Linked DNA regions of Sus scrofa: region 1 is linked to region 2. A link is a contact called in public promoter capture Hi-C data. All regions are on one chromosome and are shown on one strand. Each heading gives the region's core, a stretch centred on a gene start, on an enhancer-like site or on the middle of the called end of the contact. The rest is flanking DNA. Distances are from core to core; before and after follow the strand shown.

Region 1 (4,967 bases), core at 1,435-3,934, 280 kb after region 2:
CACATTCTTTTTCCATTAGGTATACTCCAACCCAGGCCAGTTAAACTGTCCATGCTCCACGTGCATGTTGAATATTGCTGGACAAGCCTCTCAAACATGTGGTTTGTGGACAATGTGAACCTGTTGGATTTTCTGCATAGCCCTCCATCAGCATAGTTTCTTCTCTGTTTTCCTTGATAGTTACTATAAACATCACCAACTCTATTCTCTTTAACAAAAATGTTCCATACAAATGCTTCATGCTGGGGTGGCAATGAAGTAAAAGTTCTAAGTTTTGTGTCCAGGGTGGTGAGATACAGGACAACAGCAGTAGGTACAGAATGGTAAAAAAAAGATGCCTAAACAGAATTAATATAGCAGAGGTGGGAGCTCAGAGGCTTAGACAACCATAAAAGCATAAATCCCCTGATATTTCACAAAATCTTTGAAAGGGTATTGTACTTCCTCAAACAAGACATGGAGGTTTGATCCAGATCTTTCTTATCTGGACCCGAAGAGTGAAGGAGACTCCATCTGACTTTTGGGAGGTACACAGACCTATCTGATCTTGTCCATCTTCTGTTTTTAAAACTTTACTCCATTCTACTACATAGGCAATGAAGCCCAAACATATAAAGATCAGCAGTATAAACATAAGAATTTGACCCAGGGATGTCTGAATTCTGTCTTGGCCCTGCCATCTTTAAGGTTGTTTTGTTTGTTTGTTTGTTTGTTTGTTTTGCTTTTTAGGGCCGCACTCATGGCATATGGAAGTTCCCAGGCTAGGGGTAGAATTGGAGCTACAGCTGCCAGCCTACACCACAGCCACAGCAACGCAGGATCCAAGCCGAGTCTGCGACCTAAACCACAAGTCACGACAATGCCAGATCCTTAACCCAGTGAGCCAGGCCAGGGAATGAACCAACTAGGATCCATGAGGTGCGGATCAAACCCGAATCCTCATGGATCCTAGTCAGGTTCATTAACCACTGAGCCATGAAAGGAACTCCTATGAGGTTCTTGAAGGAGAAGACAAAAAGGGTCAATACTTTATAGTCTAGGTACAGCAGAAAGTTCTGGAAATTGAGCATATGACTGAGACATAAAGCTTAGGCAGGGCCTCTTCCTCTCCCTGAGTCCAACTTACCACTGGGCAATGTCCTGAGACTCAAGGAAAGGGAGTATACAAGTGAGGGGAAAGGGATTAGGGGGCTCCCTAGTGACCCGTCTTAACCACGTCTGCAAAGATACTATTTCCAAATAAAACCATATTCTGGGGGGGGGGTACAATTCAATCTGTAGCAGTGTGACTGAGGGTAAATTTGGTGAGTGCCTTTATATAGAATCGACTTTAATAAAATAGAGCAAAAATTCTGCAAATGCAATGATTTTTATTAAAGCAAACAGCAATTTCTCCAAAATTATACCCTTTTAAAATTTTATTTTGATTCTTTAAATCGTTTTTGAAACAAGTGAGGCATTTGTGTAATCGTTAGAGTATCTATGATGTAGTCAGTGCCTGGGGGAACACTGTTTACATTATAAGTGATCTTGGGTAAGTAATTCATTTATAGTAGGCCTGTATTTTCTTATCTGTGAGAGGACTGAGTTAGATTTTGGGTCTCTACCTCAAAAATCTCTGGTTTGGAGTTCCCATCGTGGCACAGCGGAAATGAATCTGACTAGGAACCATGAGGTTGCGGTTCGATCCCTGGCCTCCCTCAATGGGTTAAGGATCTGGCATTGCCGTGAACTGTGGTGTAGGCCATAGATATGGCTTGGATGCTGTGTTGCTGTGGCTGTGGCATAGGCCCTTGGCAACAGCTCTGATTAGACCCCTAGCCTGGGAACCTCCATGTGCCGCAGGTGCGGCCCTAAAAAAAGGACAAAAGACAAAAAACAAAACAAAACAAAACTCTGGTTTATAATTATTCAAAGTTCTTTTACAGTCCAGTGGAGGAGAGGAGAAAAAACTTGAAAATGTGTGAGGAATATTTGCTACATAACATATTAATAATAACGATAATGCAGAATGAACAACATATATAGCTGGAGACAGGAGACATTTGAGAGAAATCATTGGGGCTTATATTTCTGCCATGCCCATGATTTTATCTATTTCCAGTGCCTGGAACATGCCAGCAACATAGTACACACTCGGTAACTAATGAAAGGATGAAGGGAGGCAAGAGATGACATGGTGCATGCTGGCAACTCTAAGTAGTTTGATCACTCCTTAGGAGTAGATGTGAGGAAACAAGATCCTATCACTCCGAGGTGTCTGCGGTGAACAGAAAATTGCTAATGTGTGTATGTTCATGGGTGCATGTGCTTACACTGTGGCAACCAAGTGATAAATGGGTCCATGCAGGAATGTGGACGATAAGGACAGCTTGAGAACTCCCCTTTGTTCCAAACAGTCCAAAGGTAATATCGGTTCTGAAGACCACGTGGTCCTACACGTGCCCTCAAATTTCTCCGCCTTTTAAGCTATAAGTAGACTGGTCCTGGGACTCATCTCATCCTGCCACTGGAGGTTTACACCGTAACCCTGGGCTTTCCAGAAGCGAGTGGGAAGGGCGGCTCAATGAAGTCCCTCCCTGATTCAAAGTAGGCCCACGCGCACCCTAACTGCACGACGTGGCCTCAGGTTTAGCGGACAGAAAAATGAAGGCCACCAGACCCCATCTACTCTAAGGCACGCCCAGCTCTGTGAGCTCTTGCTCTCCCGAGATAACGGAAAGCCCGGTGCGGCCTCCAAGCCGGCAGAGGGAGCTCAGCCGCAGGGCGCTTCCGGGGCGCCTGCCGCACTGCGCAGCCGCGGAGGGAGGCCCCGCCCATTCCCCCAGGCAGGCGGCGGCCCCGGGGCAGGAGGCTCGGCCTTGCCTCGCGGGCGGAATGAGGAGCGACGCTGACTCAGGCCCCCACCGGCGGGCGCGAGTGTCCCGCCTCGCGTCCTTCAGCGCGTCCCATCGGCTCCACAGGTGGGTGTGCCCACGGTGAGAGTAGCGAGGGCGGGGCCTTCGAGGCCTGGGCCTAGGAGGGCCTGGCGCCCGGACGTCGGGGGTCGGCCGGGGTACCCTACGTTGAATAGGCGGGGCGCGCGGCGGGGCGGGGGCGCGCGGCGGCGGGGCGGGGGGGCGCGCGGCGGGGGCGGGGGCGCGCGGCGGGGCGGGGGCGCGCGGCGGGGCGGGGGCGCGCGGCGGGGCGGGGGCGCTGGGTGCCTTCTTAGGGCCGCCGGGCCTCGTCGACCACCTAAGAGCCGTGATAGCGAGTTGACCAGGCTCCAGAGGGGCTGTGCAGTGACTGCGGAGGGCGACGGCCCAGGGTACGCAGCCCGGAGGGTCCTCTCGCTGGCTCTGCGACCTGAACGTACTTCTTGGTCCCTCGGATTGCTCTAATTTAGCTTAGAGGGTCGCTGTGACCTTCAAAGGAGTTGAGCTCGCCCACGTTACGCGGTACCCGGCACATCGTAAACACTCAGTTCATGTTAGCTGCTGTTATGTCAGGAGCATTGGCAAGCAGCACAGTTGGGATTGAACCCAGAGTACTCAGACTGCTGGGTCGAATTGAAGAGTTGATTTTGAGGGGATATTTGCCACTTAGTAGAAGGCTCCACTCTCTGAGCATCTGTTTCCTCCTCTGTGAAACCAGGATAATAATTTCTACCTAAGAGGATTGATGCATTCATTCACAGGACAGGTATTTTTTGTCAGGTCTTGGGCTAGGTAACAGGCATGCAGCAGTGATCAAGACCTGTCTTAGCCTTACTTCTGGAATGTACAAACTGGCCAATTTTTTGGAGGGTAGAGTGAGGTAATTTTGTGCAGAAGCTTTGTGAATTGTGGCACGTGGAATGTAAGAAGTGGGTGAGCAGGAGAGAATGAGGAAAGTAATAGTGTCTCACAGAGAAAGGGGTTATTTAATAGGAAGCTCAAACATGTGAGGGTTGTAGAGCCTCCTTGCAGATGCACTGTTGATTGGACAGGTATAAATATAAAAATCCGTTGAGAAAATTGTTCTCTGTTTAGAACATACGCTGAGTATCGTAATTTTATTTTATTTTTATTATTATTATTTTTGTCTTTAGGGCCACACCTGTGGCATTTGGAGGTTCCCAGGCCTAGGGGTCAAATCAGAGCCGTAGCTGCTGGCCTACACCACAGCCACAGCAATGCCAGATCTGAGCCGCATCTCAACCTACAGCACAGCTCATGGCACTGCCACATCCTTAACCCACTGAGCCCTAGGCCAGGGATTGAACCTGTGTCCTCATGGATGCTAGTCAGATTCATTTCCCTGAGCCACGATGGGAACTCCTCCATGAGTATTGTAATTTTAAAGTTTCACCTAACTCGAATACTCCTCAATGTACAGGTGAAGTTATCAATATTAGGCAATAGTTGAGGGATAATAAAAACGTTTTAAAGGAAAGGTCAGAGATTGTTTTTTGGGAGGAATGAGATTTTAAGCCAGTTGAAAACAAACTTTTTTTTTTTTTTTTTAAATAATTACCATGTGCTTTTGCTTCATTCAGTCGGTGCCTAGTAATATAGTAAATGTTGAGTCGAAAAATGCAAGGGCCTTGAGCAGATTAGTTATTGAAATCTTGCTGTGGATCAAGGATGTTGAATTTATTTTTGCTAATTTGTATGGTATAGTAGTCTAATTAGGGGACATACTCTGGTTCCTGACATAAAATTAAGTAATCAAGTCAAATTGTAACTCTCCATTTGGTGAGCTAAAGAATAATAAATTGTGAAAATTTTCAAAGGCTAGAGCAGACGATAAGTGTAGAGAACAGAGAAGGTGTCTGAAATGTGTCATGTTGACTTTTTTTTTTTTTAAATTAGCAAATCTCTCAGTAATGAAGAAAACTTGAAACTCTTTGGGAAATGCAACAATCCAAATGGCCATGGGCACAATTATAAAGGTGAGAGAAAAACGGGTGAAATTTTCAACAATGATGAAAGAGTGTTTAGCAAATG
Region 2 (5,392 bases), core at 36-2,535:
ATGAAACCATGTTCATCCTAATGCAAGAGCATAAGGAAAGAGGTAGATAAGAACAGGAAATAGTGTTGCTTGCCTGGAACTCAAGACATCCTGCTTCTCTCTGGGTGTGACCAAATGTGTGGCAACAGGAGAGAAGGCTACATAGCTTTCCTGTTTGGGGCTAGGATGAAATTGCCTAGGTGACCACTCCTACCAGTGGGAGTCTGAAAAGTCTGAACAGCCAGGACTTCCTAGCTCTTCAAGCCCTGAAGTGCAGTTATGGTCAGGGGTATACCTCAAAGGTTTAGATCAATGTTTGCTGGGTTTACAGGATTTAGACTATCATCTGGCTTTGATGATTTGAGTCCCCGGAAGCCCAGCAATTGTCCTCACTCTTCAGGAATGTTCCAGAACGTTCCAGACCAATAGGACTAATAAAAATAATAATGAAAAAACTCCATCTTGGGGAGGCTATGTTAAATGATATAAGCAAAACTGAAAGAGCCTGAGGACCTCAAACTATATTATTTGATGTACGAGTTTCTGAGTTATAACTAATTGGTAAGAAGCAAACTCATTGAAAAACTCTCCCAGAGAGTAATGAGAAACTATTCCAGTCTTTATAATTCTGCTACAGGTTAGTTAACTGTTAATCTAATCCCTGCTGTATCTCAAGCATTTATCCAGACAGGCTCTCAATTAACTGATTTCCACATAGGTCTCATGTATTAGGAGCTGAGTATAGCTCTGAAATCTAGGCAAACCAAGTAGTTCACATTAAGATGAGCTAAAGAGAAATGAATTCCTGAACATCTAAAAGTCCCAAATGCCAGGGCCTTCCAGATGTAAGCAGTTAAGGTAATTATATAAAGCAATCAGATCTCTGACAATCACTATTCCTAAATCAGTGGTCTTTAACCTTGACTGTTGGTATGTTAGAATTCCCTAGGGAGCTTTTAAAATCTGATGCCTGGAAGTTCCCATTGTGGCTCAGCGGTAACCACCCGACTAGTATGCATGAACATGCGATTCTATCCCTGGCCTCACTCAGTGGGTTAAGGATACGGCACTGTGGTGAGCTGTGGTGTAAATCGCAGACATGGCTTGGATCTGGCTTGCTGTGGCTGTGACGTGGGCCAGGGGCTGCAGCTCTAATTCAGCCTTGACCCCTAACCTGGGCACGTCCACATGCTATAGGTGAGGCCCTAAAAAGACCAAAAAAAAAAAAAAAAAATCTGATGCCCGAGTCCATCCCTAAAATGTCTGATGTAACTGACCTGGGATATGCCTGAGGATTGGGATTTTTTTTTTTTTTTTTTTTTTAGTTCCGCTGGTAATTCTAACATGGCCAGGTTGAGAGCCACTGACTTAAATGAGAAGTTAACCTTCCATCTATCCTATCTAAGGCAGTCAAGTCAAAACAAAGATCACTTCTCTAGCCAAAATAACAATAACAACAGATCTATCCCTGTTCTAGACTCTATGGCTTAGGACTGAAATGTTGCCAGCTTCAGAGGCTCATGGCAGCATCTGGTACAATGTACACCTTGGGTGAATGAGCAGAAAAGAAAGCCAGCTACATACCTGGCGCTCTTCATGTTTGCCGTGCACCTCAATCACATCTCCCAACACCTTGACCTTGAGTTCCTCGGGGGAGAAGTGCTTCACATCCAGGTTGACAGAGAATCTGTCCTTCTCCAGACGCATCTAAAAACAGCAAGGTGGGGCAGGGGTAGCAGAAAAAGTGGTAAGAATGGGGATTACACTAATACAGCCTCATCATTCTGCAGACTTGCTTTCTGCTCGGGTAGTTGGTCCTCCCCTTTTAAGCTAAAAATCCTTTTTTGAATAAACATGGTTCTCTGGTTCAGGGGGCACACCACTTGGTCATCAGGCCCAAACTTTATTTACAGGGAAAAAGGCCACTCAGGGGATAAATCGCAAGGATGGGTCTGGGCATGGCTTCTGCTGCTTCTCTGACCCAATGCCTGGCCTTGTCATTTGTCTGTGGTACAAAGGCTGCTTCTTCTTGCTCAGGTCTCTGCCAAGTTTCCCACCCACTCAATCTGGAATGTTCTGCTGGCTCTGATTGTCCTTCCAAAGCCCTTGTCCACTCAGCTCCTGTTTATTTACACTTGAAAAATTTTAAACCAGAGTGTTATCTGTGACAGCTTCTGTCAACCTTATCTGTTCCCCTCATTTTCCCACACTCCTAGGACAAGTTGGGGGGTCAGAAAACTGGACCTATATTCTTTCCTCGTGAGCCTCGGACCCAGGCCAGTGCCCTGTCACAGCCTTGAGAAACCTGGAAAATCACAGAAGAGGGAGTGGAAGACAATAGTGGTTGCTGTCTCCAGCTGCACGCAGCAGGGATGAGGTAGGACTGTCTCCTGGCTCTGAAACTTGAAATGATAGTATTTGTGAGGAGTGTGAGGTGTTAGAAGAGGTGAGCAGGAGTCTGAAGGCAGCCCTTGCACTGTAGATCATTATGAACCAAACTGGAAAGGGACACCCTACTTAGAAGAAGAGGATAGAGAATGACCTTTGTAGCACACGGGGAAAATATAAGAAGTGGAATACACAGGGGCGTCAAATCCAAACAGGTGCCTGCGTGGGGGGGAGGGGAGGAACTAGGAACCCCATCTTTCTCCACTGCAGGACACACAAGTGCCTAAAACCCTTGAGACCCTTAGACACAGCCACATTTAGGCTGGGAGGAAGAGGAAAGTGGATGGGGACGCTTCCAGGAGGCTCCAGAATGCACTCTCCTGTCGGGGCAGAGGGGATACTTACCTCTGAGAGCCCAGTGTCAATCCAGCTGGGTGCCCGCAGGAACGAGGGCGGCCGAAAGTAGAAGGGGCTCAGGGAAGTAGAAGCTGGGAAGAGATCAGACTCCAACAGGTGTTCTCCAAAGAACTGGTCAAAGAGGCGGCTGGGAGAGTGGAAAGGAAAGAAGGGGCGGCGGATCCAGGGGTGGTGGATGGCAATGTCCATGGCGGCTGGGTGGATGTAGAGGGTCAGCTGGCCGGTCAGCTCCTTCAGCTGCAGCTCCAGCCAGCCCCTTATATACGCAGTCTTGTGAAGCTTCTGGAATGGTGATGTCAGGGGTTTTATTATCCCAGCTCACCACCCGTTCATGGAGACTTGTGATCGGGGATTTGGCAGTGTGACACATACCCAGTACTCACTGAGCTAAGAAAAGAGAAATACAGACACGTCTGAGCTGGCCAGTGGCTTGTCCTGGTCTTGTTTCACTAGCTTTCTGTCCACACCCAATGGCACCCTTCCCCCATCCCCTTCCCTGGAGTTGGGACCCAGTCAGGAATCCCAAGCAGGCGGGCAGCGGGCCCCTCCTCCTCTCCAGTCCAGCATGCCAAGGGAATGGGGCCAACAACTATCTTGGGCCTGGGCAGGAACTGGAATCTTCCTAGGCTGGGCCCCAGGGACATTAACTCTTTGTGGGGCCCTGGAGGAGAGCAGTGATCACCAGCATGTCAATGGCAGGTTTCCGTGTGGTGCTCTGGGTTGCCCCCGGTTCAGAGAGGCCCCTGATATGTCAAGACCAAAAGGCCCCTCACCGCACCCCCCAAAGAAAGGGCAGAAAGTTGTTTGCATCTTTCGCTTTACGTGGCTGGCAGAACCTTAAATCCAGGGGAGTTTTATGGAGTAGGGTGCCTGCTGCCTGCAAGTGAGGAGGAGAAGGAGGGTGTGGAAATGTACACCCTTTTTCGCGAGGGTCTCAGCGAGGCCTTTCCCGGACCTCCGCACCAGCCTCCCCTGCCCAGCTCGCTCCGCGGCCAGGACCCCCAGCTGTCCCGGGGGAGGGGGGAGGGAGGGGGCGGGGATGTGACAGCTGAAGAGTGTGCTAGGGAGGGGACGGGGGTCCAGGCGGCGCGGGTCACACAGCCGTCGCGGGCGCTCCTCGCCCCTCCCCCCAGGCTCGGCACTATTTTGGGTGGTGTAGACCCCGCCCCCACTCCGAACGCACCCTGGCCCTACGGCGGCAGCTGGAGGGGTCCCGCTGCGACTGTTGGGGCCGCACCTCGGACCTGAGCCGCCGCCGCATCTGCAGCCATGTCGGGCCGCTCGGTGCCACATGCCCACCCGGCCACCACTGAGTACGAGTTTGCCAACCCGAGCCGCCTGGGTGAGCAGCGCTTCGGGGAAGGTACGGCCCGGACACCACCCCCTTGCCTCCCACCCCCACCTCCTGAAATTCTGGGCTGACCTCCCAAAGATCCTGGCCTCCACCCCACTCCAGGCTTAAGTGAACTCCTGGGGCGAGCCGTCTCCCACCCCAGACCCCCCCACCCCACCCCTTCTAAGCTCGGCTCCCTCCCCTTCCTGCCTACCTTGGTGCGGGCTGTGCCCGCGGTGCTGACACCTGCCGCGTCTGCCTGGGCGTGGGGGCTTCCCCTCCGACCCCCCAGATCGCGTTAGGTTTGCTCCCCGCCCCCATTTCCCTTCTCAGTCCCCTCTGTCCAGTCCCTGTCATCCCTCCCTCCCCTGCTTCTTCCGACTCTCCCCTCCTCGCTCCCCGGGCCTCACCCCCGATCTCCCCAGAGTTCACCTCCTTCCCACCCCTCGTCCCTCATCCCGCCTCTCTCCTTCTCCCCCTCTGCCCCCCAGGCCTCCTGCCAGAAGAGATCCTGACCCCCACCCTCTACCACGGCTACTACGTCCGGCCACGGGCAGCCCAAGCGGCGGAGGGCAGCAGGGCGGGGGCCTCGGAGCTTCGGCTTAGTGAGGGCAAGTTCCAGGCCTTTCTGGATGTGAGCCACTTCACCCCAGATGAGGTGACCGTGAGGACTGTGGACAACCTGCTGGAGGTGTCTGCCCGGCACCCCCAGCGCCTGGACCGCCACGGCTTCGTGTCCCGAGAATTCTGCCGCACCTACGTCCTGCCTGCGGATGTGGACCCCTGGCGCGTCCGCGCCGCGCTCTCCCATGACGGCATCCTCAACCTGGAGGCGCCTCGGGGTGGCCGACATTTGGACACAGAGGTCAATGAGGTCTACATCTCCCTGCTCCCTGCACCTCCTGATCCAGAGGAAGAGGAGGAGGCAGCCGGCGTTGAGCCCTGAATGTCACAGACCCAGCACCCAGTTGAACCCCTTGCTAGCCCCCGCCCCCACGGTGATACGGAGCAGCTGCCCACCACCCTAGAGGTAGCAGCATCCTTGGGGGAAGGGTGAAGTGCATGGTCCACAATGTATGGTTTGGTCCCTTGGGACGTGTCATAGCGTTTTTTCGTTTAGTTTAGGGTGGAGCTGAATAAACCCAAATCTCAGGGCCTGGTTTGTGCTGCTCCCTATTCTGTGACCTGGACAATGGGATGGGCAGGGAGGGAAAGACAAAAAGGACAGCTAGACAAAAAGCTGCTCAGTTCGATGTACCCAACGTCACAGCACCC

Evidence for each region. Promoter capture Hi-C pulls out the DNA fragments that hold promoters and counts their contacts.
Region 1: a contact with region 2 is called in a promoter capture Hi-C map of fetal liver, with 2.5 times the contacts expected there. The contact joins the promoter of PTS here to the promoter of HSPB2 in region 2. A contact is called at or near these places in 1 of 5 promoter capture datasets (fetal liver) and 1 of 2 datasets of contacts at active chromatin or transcription factors (skeletal muscle).

Annotation. Positions count from the first base shown.
Region 1 is chr9:39,917,473-39,922,439 of Sscrofa11.1, forward strand. PTS (6-pyruvoyl tetrahydrobiopterin synthase) reads left to right here and starts at 2,685. Exons shown (of 6, transcript XM_005667339.3): 1 at 2,685-2,963; 2 at 4,833-4,912. The coding sequence starts at 2,878.
Region 2 is chr9:39,638,832-39,644,223 of Sscrofa11.1, forward strand. HSPB2 (heat shock protein beta-2) reads left to right here and starts at 1,286. Exons shown (of 3, transcript XM_003129868.4): 1 at 1,286-2,356; 2 at 3,918-4,147; 3 at 4,609-5,273. The coding sequence starts at 4,054. The coding sequence ends at 5,063. C9H11orf1 (UPF0686 protein C11orf1 homolog) reads left to right here. Exons shown (of 4, transcript XM_021062776.1): 4 at 2,196-2,938. The coding sequence ends at 2,242. It overlaps CRYAB (alpha-crystallin B chain), which reads right to left and starts at 4,699. Exons shown (of 5, transcript XM_021062778.1): 1 at 4,332-4,699; 2 at 3,157-3,171; 3 at 2,773-3,066; 4 at 1,564-1,686; 5 at 1-17. The coding sequence starts at 2,973.